Regions from separate parts of the Mus musculus genome. Here region 1 is linked to region 2. A link is a contact called in public Hi-C data. All regions are on one chromosome and are shown on one strand. Each heading gives the region's core, a stretch centred on a gene start, on an enhancer-like site or on the middle of the called end of the contact. The rest is flanking DNA. Distances are from core to core; before and after follow the strand shown.

The links. A called contact is a pair of places that touch in the nucleus more often than the background predicts.
Region 1: a contact with region 2 is called in a Hi-C map of the N1E-115 cell line, with 2.6 times the contacts expected there. The contact joins two enhancer-like sites. A contact is called at or near these places in 1 of 15 datasets of contacts at CTCF or cohesin (the NIH/3T3 cell line), 1 of 484 Hi-C or Micro-C datasets (the N1E-115 cell line) and 1 of 115 datasets of contacts at active chromatin or transcription factors (CD8 T cells).

What each region holds. Positions count from the first base shown.
Region 1 is chr15:62,626,782-62,630,414 of GRCm38.p6, reverse strand. No RefSeq gene overlaps it. Among named protein-coding and RNA genes, the nearest start is that of Gm41333, 41 kb to the left of the region's middle. Within about 2 kb of position 1,649, at least 10 of the 459 cell types and tissues checked have an H3K27ac peak or open chromatin away from gene starts, as enhancers often do. A contact at or near this core is called in the N1E-115 cell line, where this site is marked.
Region 2 is chr15:62,284,921-62,288,866 of GRCm38.p6, reverse strand. No RefSeq gene overlaps it. Among named protein-coding and RNA genes, the nearest start is that of Pvt1, 250 kb to the right of the region's middle. Within about 2 kb of position 1,371, at least 75 of the 459 cell types and tissues checked have an H3K27ac peak or open chromatin away from gene starts, as enhancers often do. A contact at or near this core is called in the N1E-115 cell line, where this site is marked.

The sequences.
Region 1 (3,633 bases), core at 400-2,899, 340 kb before region 2:
CTCATACTCAAACCACATAGGCAATGGTCTATCTACTTTACATGAAAGATATTAATCTACTTATACCATTTGAAAATGATGAAATTTGAGGAAGAATCTCAGGCTTGCCTGGCTTTGAAAGTGAACTTTCCTGTTTCATTGTTGTGTAGCCTTGGACAAGATTCAGGGAATTTACATAGTTGAATCAGATCAGAACCCTGAGTTACAACTCCAGCTTCTCTCCTACTCCTGGCTGTGCCATATTGGCCTCATAAATTTCTTCAAACATGGAAAGCAAGTTCTTTCTCCTTGATTTCATTTGCCTTGCCTTTGCCCTTTAGATTTTTATCCTTTATTTACCTGATCACGTTCTCTTTTGCTGGTCAACTCTCTGCTCCACTGATGCCCACCACAGAGGTCTATCTTTAAGCTTCTTATCTTGCTTATTTAATTCATATGCTTATTTTTTCTCCTGCAAATAAATCAACAGATCCATGAAAGAGATTTCCCTCTCATTGCATTGTATCTGCAAAAGGTTAGCTAGAACAATGTCTGAAATATAGGCAATTATAAATACACTTTTACTAAATAAGAGAAATATCCATATGTACTTAAGATGGGGCCCAAAGAAACTAGTCTGCACAAATACAGAAATTAATATTAAGAGGGAAAGAAATTAAATATGTAAAACCTAGCTCTAAATTAAAACTTAGTAAAGGTGACATGGAGGCACATTTACAGGTACTATAGACAAAACAAGAGACACTTGTGCTTGGTGGTACACATCTATAATTCCAGCAGTTAGTAGGTGATAGAGGCAGGAGAATCAAGGGTAAATGATCATCATCAGGCTACAGTTTAAGGAATGGGTAGATCCTGGGCCTCTTGAAGCCCTATGTTTAAAAGAAACTATAGTAAGGGATGTGTAAGAATCAGGAGGCAGAATGGACAACTTGGCTGTGTTTTTCCACAGAGACTATCCCAGGGGGTTTCGTAAACCTCTAGCATAAAGATAACTTTACCACACATGACAGAAACTGAGCAGCATTTTAGATGGAAGGCAAGGGGCTCCATGGAAGATGGGGATCCTAGCAGGAAGAGGATGCTTCAAGACCATTAACAGAGTGTGATGTGATAAATGCATCCCTGACTTTTCTCAAGAACTGAACTCCATGACTCAGCCCTGTAGCATTTCTTTTATTTGGTAAGAAACAAACTTCTCTCTGGAAGATCTCAGTAGAATGGCCAATAAAAATAACAGGAAGCATTCTGTTCCATAACTGAATCTTCATGTGTCATAAGGACATTTGTCACTCCTGCACACAGCTCACTGCTGCTAACTCCAGATGTCCAGGAAGTCCAGTCAATCTTATGGAGAATTAAGCAGTGATAAGTTCCTACAGTTGTCTTTGTCTAGACTTCAATATTGATCATGGAGCAGACAAATTGGAGGAACGAGGTAGAGAGGCCTTCTCATGTCTTACATGTTAAGTGCAAATACTCAGCAGAAAGTGACCTTTAATGAATGCAAATCTACTTTATAAGGTATCACATCTGTGACTCTTCAAAGTGTGTGCTAATGGGCAGCTAGATGTCCCTTTCTCTGTTTCCTCTGATTCACTTAGGGAAACTCCTGTGAGCCCACTAAGTGGTTTTATACGTTTCTCATTGATATTTACTTGACAAGTGCTTGTCAGGGTCAGCCATTTGTCTTGGTGTTATAAGAGTGTAAAGGGTTAAAGCAGCAAACGTGGCTCATGATAAACAAGAACAACAAAAATCTTCATATTCCTGACAGCTGTGACTGTCAAGCCCAACACACTAGAGGAAATTAAGTTAAGAGGAAATTAAGAGGAGTCACTATGGTAGGGTAACTAAAGTATCACCATGTACCCAGTGCCCACTTATGCCTGTATATTTGAATTCCCTCTGACTAAATCTTATTACCTGTATGATAAAATTAATACTTTGCCTATTTTATAAAAGCTATATAGACATTGACCGTATGTTGGCATTTAACAACAAATATATATTTATTAAGAACTATTTACCAAATATCTAATTCAATGTAAAGCTTTTGAGACTAACAAAGGCCACAAGAAAGAATGTGGCAAGAGTTATGTTCTCAGATTTTTACAGTCATTCCCCATTTTTAAGAACAAGGGATTCTTATTTGGTTAAAATGTCTGGACTTGTAAGACCTTAGAGATCTTAAGTCTAATTGCCCAGAGAAAAACATTATCATTTCTTCAGCAAATACATAACTGATTATTCAGTCTTTCTTCTCAAATAAGTTTTTGAGTTTTCTTGACATTCAGAGATGTTAGTTCATAAGACTTTGAAGCATCCATGGGGGATTGTTTCTAGAATACTCTATAGGTTCCCAGGCCATACATTCAAATCTCCTACACACACACACACACACACACACACACACACACACACACACACACACTATGAACATCTACATATACTCTTCATATTCTCTTTCAAACTTAAAATATCTCTAGATTATATATAATACTAATGTAACAAAAATGATATACAAATATTTGTGACATTTCATTAAGAAATGTGAGACTCAAGTAGACCAATGGAACAGAATTGAAGACCCAGAGATGAACCCACACACCTATGGTCACTTGATCTTTGACAAGGGAGCTAAAACCATCCAGTGGAAAAAAGACAGCATTTTCAACAAATGGTGCTGGCACAACTGGCGGTTATCATGTAGAACAATGCAAATTGATCCATTTCTATCTCCCTTGTACTAAGGTCAAATCTAAGTGGATTAAGGAACTCCACATAAAACCAGAGACACTGAAACTTATAGAGGAGAAAGTAGGGAAAAGCCTCAAAGATATGGGTACAGGGGAAAAATTCCTGAATAGAACAGCAATGGCTTGTGCTGTAAGATCGAGAATCGATAAATGGGACCTCATAAAATTGCAAAGCTTCTGCAAAGCAAAAGACGCCGTCAATAAGACAAAAAGACCACCAACAGATTGGGAAAGGATCTTTACCTATCCCAAATCGGATAGGGGACTAATATCCAATATATATAAAGAACTCAAGAAGGTGGACTCCAGAAAATCAAATAACCCCATTAAAAAATGGAGCTCAGAGCTGAACAAAGAATTCTCACCTGAGGAATACCAAATGGCTGAGAAGCACCTGAAAAAATGTTCAACATCCTTAATCATCAGGGAAATGCAAATCAAAACAACACTGAGATTCTACTTCACTCCAGTCAGAATGGCTAAGATCAAAAACTCAGGTGACAGCAGATGTTGGCGAGGATGTGGAGAAAGAGAAACACTCCTCCATCGTTGGTGGGATTGCAAGCTTGTACAACCACTCTGGAAATCAGTCTGGTGGTTCCTCAGAAAATTGGACATAGTACTACCGGAGGATTCTGCAATACCTCTCCTGAGCATATATCCAGAAGATGTCCCAACCAGTAAGAAGGACACATGCTCCACTATGTTCATAGCAGCCTTATTTATAATAGCCAGAAGCTGGAAAGAACCCAGATGCCCCTCAACAGAGGAATGGATAAAGAAAATGTGGTACATTTACACAATGGAGTACTACTCAGCTATTAAGAAAATGAATCTATGAAATTCCTAGGCAAATGGATGGACCTGGAGGGCA
Region 2 (3,946 bases), core at 122-2,621:
GACTAACATGTACTAGGTCTTAGATTCAACATATGAAGAATAGAGAAAGGGGCACAAAAACAAAAATAAATAAAATTAAAAATTAAAAAAAAAAGAAAGAAAGACAGAGGGAGACAGGAAGATAAAGGAAGGGAAAAGCCAAATCATGAACCAAGTCTCTTCTTTCAAAACTGAAAGTGGAATAAAAACAGGTTTCCTCGTTCAACATTAACTCAAAGAAGCAAACTATAATTCCTAGAAAATAATCACTAGAAAACCACCAAAGAAATATAAGCACGAGGCGGAGTAAGATATTAAATGCTGAAAAGTTCCTGACAAATGAGAACACAGAAAGTGAGTGCCTGAGATGAATGGCAGAGCATGGAGCCATATGGCTAACCCGAATCTAACCAAACCAACAATTACATTCTCTGAACCCACTAAAGATTCCAAGCAAAGGGCACCCAAGGAATGACTGTATCCTTCATATAAGACACGTACTTGATACTAAGATACAAACTGAGAAAAGATGAATGAATACAAAAGTTATCATGCTAGTAAGCAGAAGCAAGCATGAATGTCTCCATTACTATTTAGCAAAATACATATCAAGGGAGCTAGAGACACAGCTCAAGAGTTAAGTCTGTTTCCTGCTCCGGAAGAGGATCCATGATCAGTTCCCAGCACTCAGAGGGTGGCTGACAACCACCCATCGGCATGAGCAAGGAATTCACGTACATACTTGAAGGCCAAAATCTCAGACACTTTAAATGAAGTAAAAAAAAAAGATCTTAATTTTTTAAAAAAATAAACATCAACACTACCAGATACATTGACAGAACTTGATGATCAGAGAAAGGGAGAGAGGGAAAGGGAAAGAAAGGAGTGGAGAAAGGCTTATTTTAAAGCTGATTTCATGTCATTATAGTTGTCTAATATAGAAAACTATACTATGCAAAACCCCATGCTTCCTTCTCTAAATTAGCACATGCAAAGCATACATTTTACCAACATACATCTGTACTAATTTTATTAGTGTACTTTATGTCTCCCATCAGAGCAGAATTCTAAAAATAGGAGGATCTATTTTTATTGTATTTTTGTGTACTTCCAGTTCCCAATATCTAGCAGAGGACTAATATATTCTAAGTACTCAAAAAAGAAATACAGTTTGAAAGAGACATGCTTGAGTAGTACACCCATGAGCACAAGTGCTAGCAGAGAGCTGGTGACTGCATGCAGGTTCCTGAAGGCGAATCCCGCATTCTTTCCCTCTGCTCCCACATTGGAGGAAACACATCCGCCAATGGCTGTGAAACCCAGTCCCTAGCTCAGAGCCCATTCTCATGGCAGTCATAATAAAACAAGCATTTGGATGGATGAGACAGGAAATGACCAATAGCCACAGCTCAGAATGACACAGCTTTAGCTGGCAGGGGGAGGGAGGAAGGTCCTCTGGAGGGTTGAGTTTAAGGAGCCACAGGAATGTGAAGCAGGAACATTTTTAATGATTTTTCAAATGCGGTGATACAGTGTGCCTTCTAGTTATTCTCTGCTAAACTGAACAGTCACCCTACAAATTTCAACCACCATTTAGTCAGCATGATTTCTCCTTGCCTCCAAGACTCCTCTGGGGAAAGTGGTAAGTCAAACTCAACAGATGGGAGAATTAGAATGTCTCATCTCTAGAGGGAAACAGAGCCTTCAAGTGACTCATAAATACTCTAGATCCTCTGCCCAGAAAAAAAAAAAAAAAAAAAAAAAAAAAAAGCCTTTCCACAGGATGTTTTTCATGACCTTTTGATACAGCTGAGTGACTACTGTGAATAGGTCCTCGTAACAAGTGGGCTCAAGCAACGGGATGCATTTTGTAGATCCTAGCATACAGAAACGAAAACATCTCATCTAAGCATTCAAGACACAGTTGCACACAGACTCTGCCTCTGTATTATGTCTAATGTCATTTTCACTGTCTCCTAAGTAGCTTGCTTTACATATAAGCAGACAAAAGTATTTGCAGCCATCGCTGTTGAGTAAGGTATGTGGCTCAGCTGGTTAGTATCCAGCTCGGGGAGGAAATGCATGAGTAAAAAGTAATGAGATTAGGGTCTGTGCACGAGAGGAATGCTGGCTTCAATCTTGACCCTCTCCTTGCATGTGTGGTTGTGAATGCATTACGGAACAGTCCTGAACTTCTGTTTTTTATTAGTCTGGGAAGTGGAAATTAAACTACCTGCCTCGTGAGGCTTTTGTCGAAAACCAAATAAGATAATTTGGCAGAGCATTCACTGCTCTGGGCAGTAGCAGTATGATTGTTATGGTTTTAAAGCAACACTTAACACACATACATACAGGTATTCTGTAAGGCACAAAGGTAGAAAGGAGACTATGGAGATGCCCTGAAGGGGAGGGAAAGGAAGTAGGAGACGCACTAAGAGAGGATAATAAAATATATGTGATGTACAGAGAGACAGGTGAGACCAGTGGGGGGTGGTCAACAAATGGTGATATATGCAAACGTGTTACAAAGAAAATCATTTACCTTTTATGATAAGCTAATTTTTCCAATTTTCACACTTTCAAACCTTGGAGGATAACATATTTCGAGTCAAGGCAGTGATACTGGACTATGGATCTAAACTTTCAGCATGTCAAACATACTATTTCCATATGGAGCTTTGGGCTGAAAAGCCATTCTGCACAAGCCAATCTCACATTATGATGTAGAGATGGGTGTTTCCTTGCAGAGCAGATGTGGTGGTCATACAGCCAATCTCGAAGGTTTGCAACACAATTTACTTGTTTCGTGACTTGGCATTGCCAATTGCCCGTGACTGCCACCAATTGCTCCCACCCCAGGACGGGCTGGGGAGCAAATTCTGTTGGCAGCACTGCTCTCCCATCAAGAAGGAATGTCAAATATGGTGACATTCTGTCCAGCATTGACTTCTATTCTCTTACTTTTGGTCACACTGAAATGGTAGTGCAATCCCCTAGGTAGACTGGCAGGTTCCTTTGCGGAATGGGGCGTCCTGAGCTACACAACATGGTGCTAAAGTCTGAGAGAGCAACCAAAATGACCAGTTGAGAAAAAAAGGAGTCCTCAACTGGCAAAGAACTACCATCACAACCAGATCAGAATGATCAGGACCAAAGAGAGTAGGCTAGCAGATGGGCCACTGACTACATCAAAGCTACAAAAAAGAGAAGGGGAAACTGGACGAATGTTTCTGTTATTGTTCAGGAGAGAGGGTATTCTAACAGTTTGCCATAGTCTCCTGACATCCTGGGCAAGCATGGTCTTCCTTAGCAGCACCAAGTAATAAATGGTTCTTAGAATGGCCGTGGAAATCATTCAATCAAACAGTGATTGTAATATACGTACCTCATGATTCTTATGTTTTAGATGTTTATTAAATCTAAAAGTTAGTCTCTCCCTGTGTGTGAGTGCATCTAAGGGTGTGTATCTGTATGTGTGCATGAGAGAGAGATGTATGCGACCCTCTCACGTACAGTATAGTGGCAGGACCCTGTGAAGACACTGGGAACCTCCATCGTCAGCTGATCTCCATGTTAATAGCCTAGAATACCCACTTATATCCTGCATTGACATGACAAAGTTCATTGCCGTCCATTTTTTTTTCTTATCCCATCCCTACAATGCCCCAAGTACAGCATCCCACAGCTTGTAGTTAACAAGGCTGAACTCCATACCTGACTTTTTCCAAGGTCTTTGAGACCCAAATCATGTGCAAGGTACATCTGTACCCACCTTTAAGTCAATCAGTCTCTCTCTCCCTCTCTCCCTCTCTCCCTCTCTCCCTCTTTCCCTCTCTCCCTCCCTCCCTCCCTAGGTTCTCTGATCTTGCTAACTTTCCAGTACCCACTTCAAAGAGACAGACAATATTTGAAAATGGTGCAACTCACATTCCTACATTTAACTCACGGTCTATGTTTGCCTGTCAGG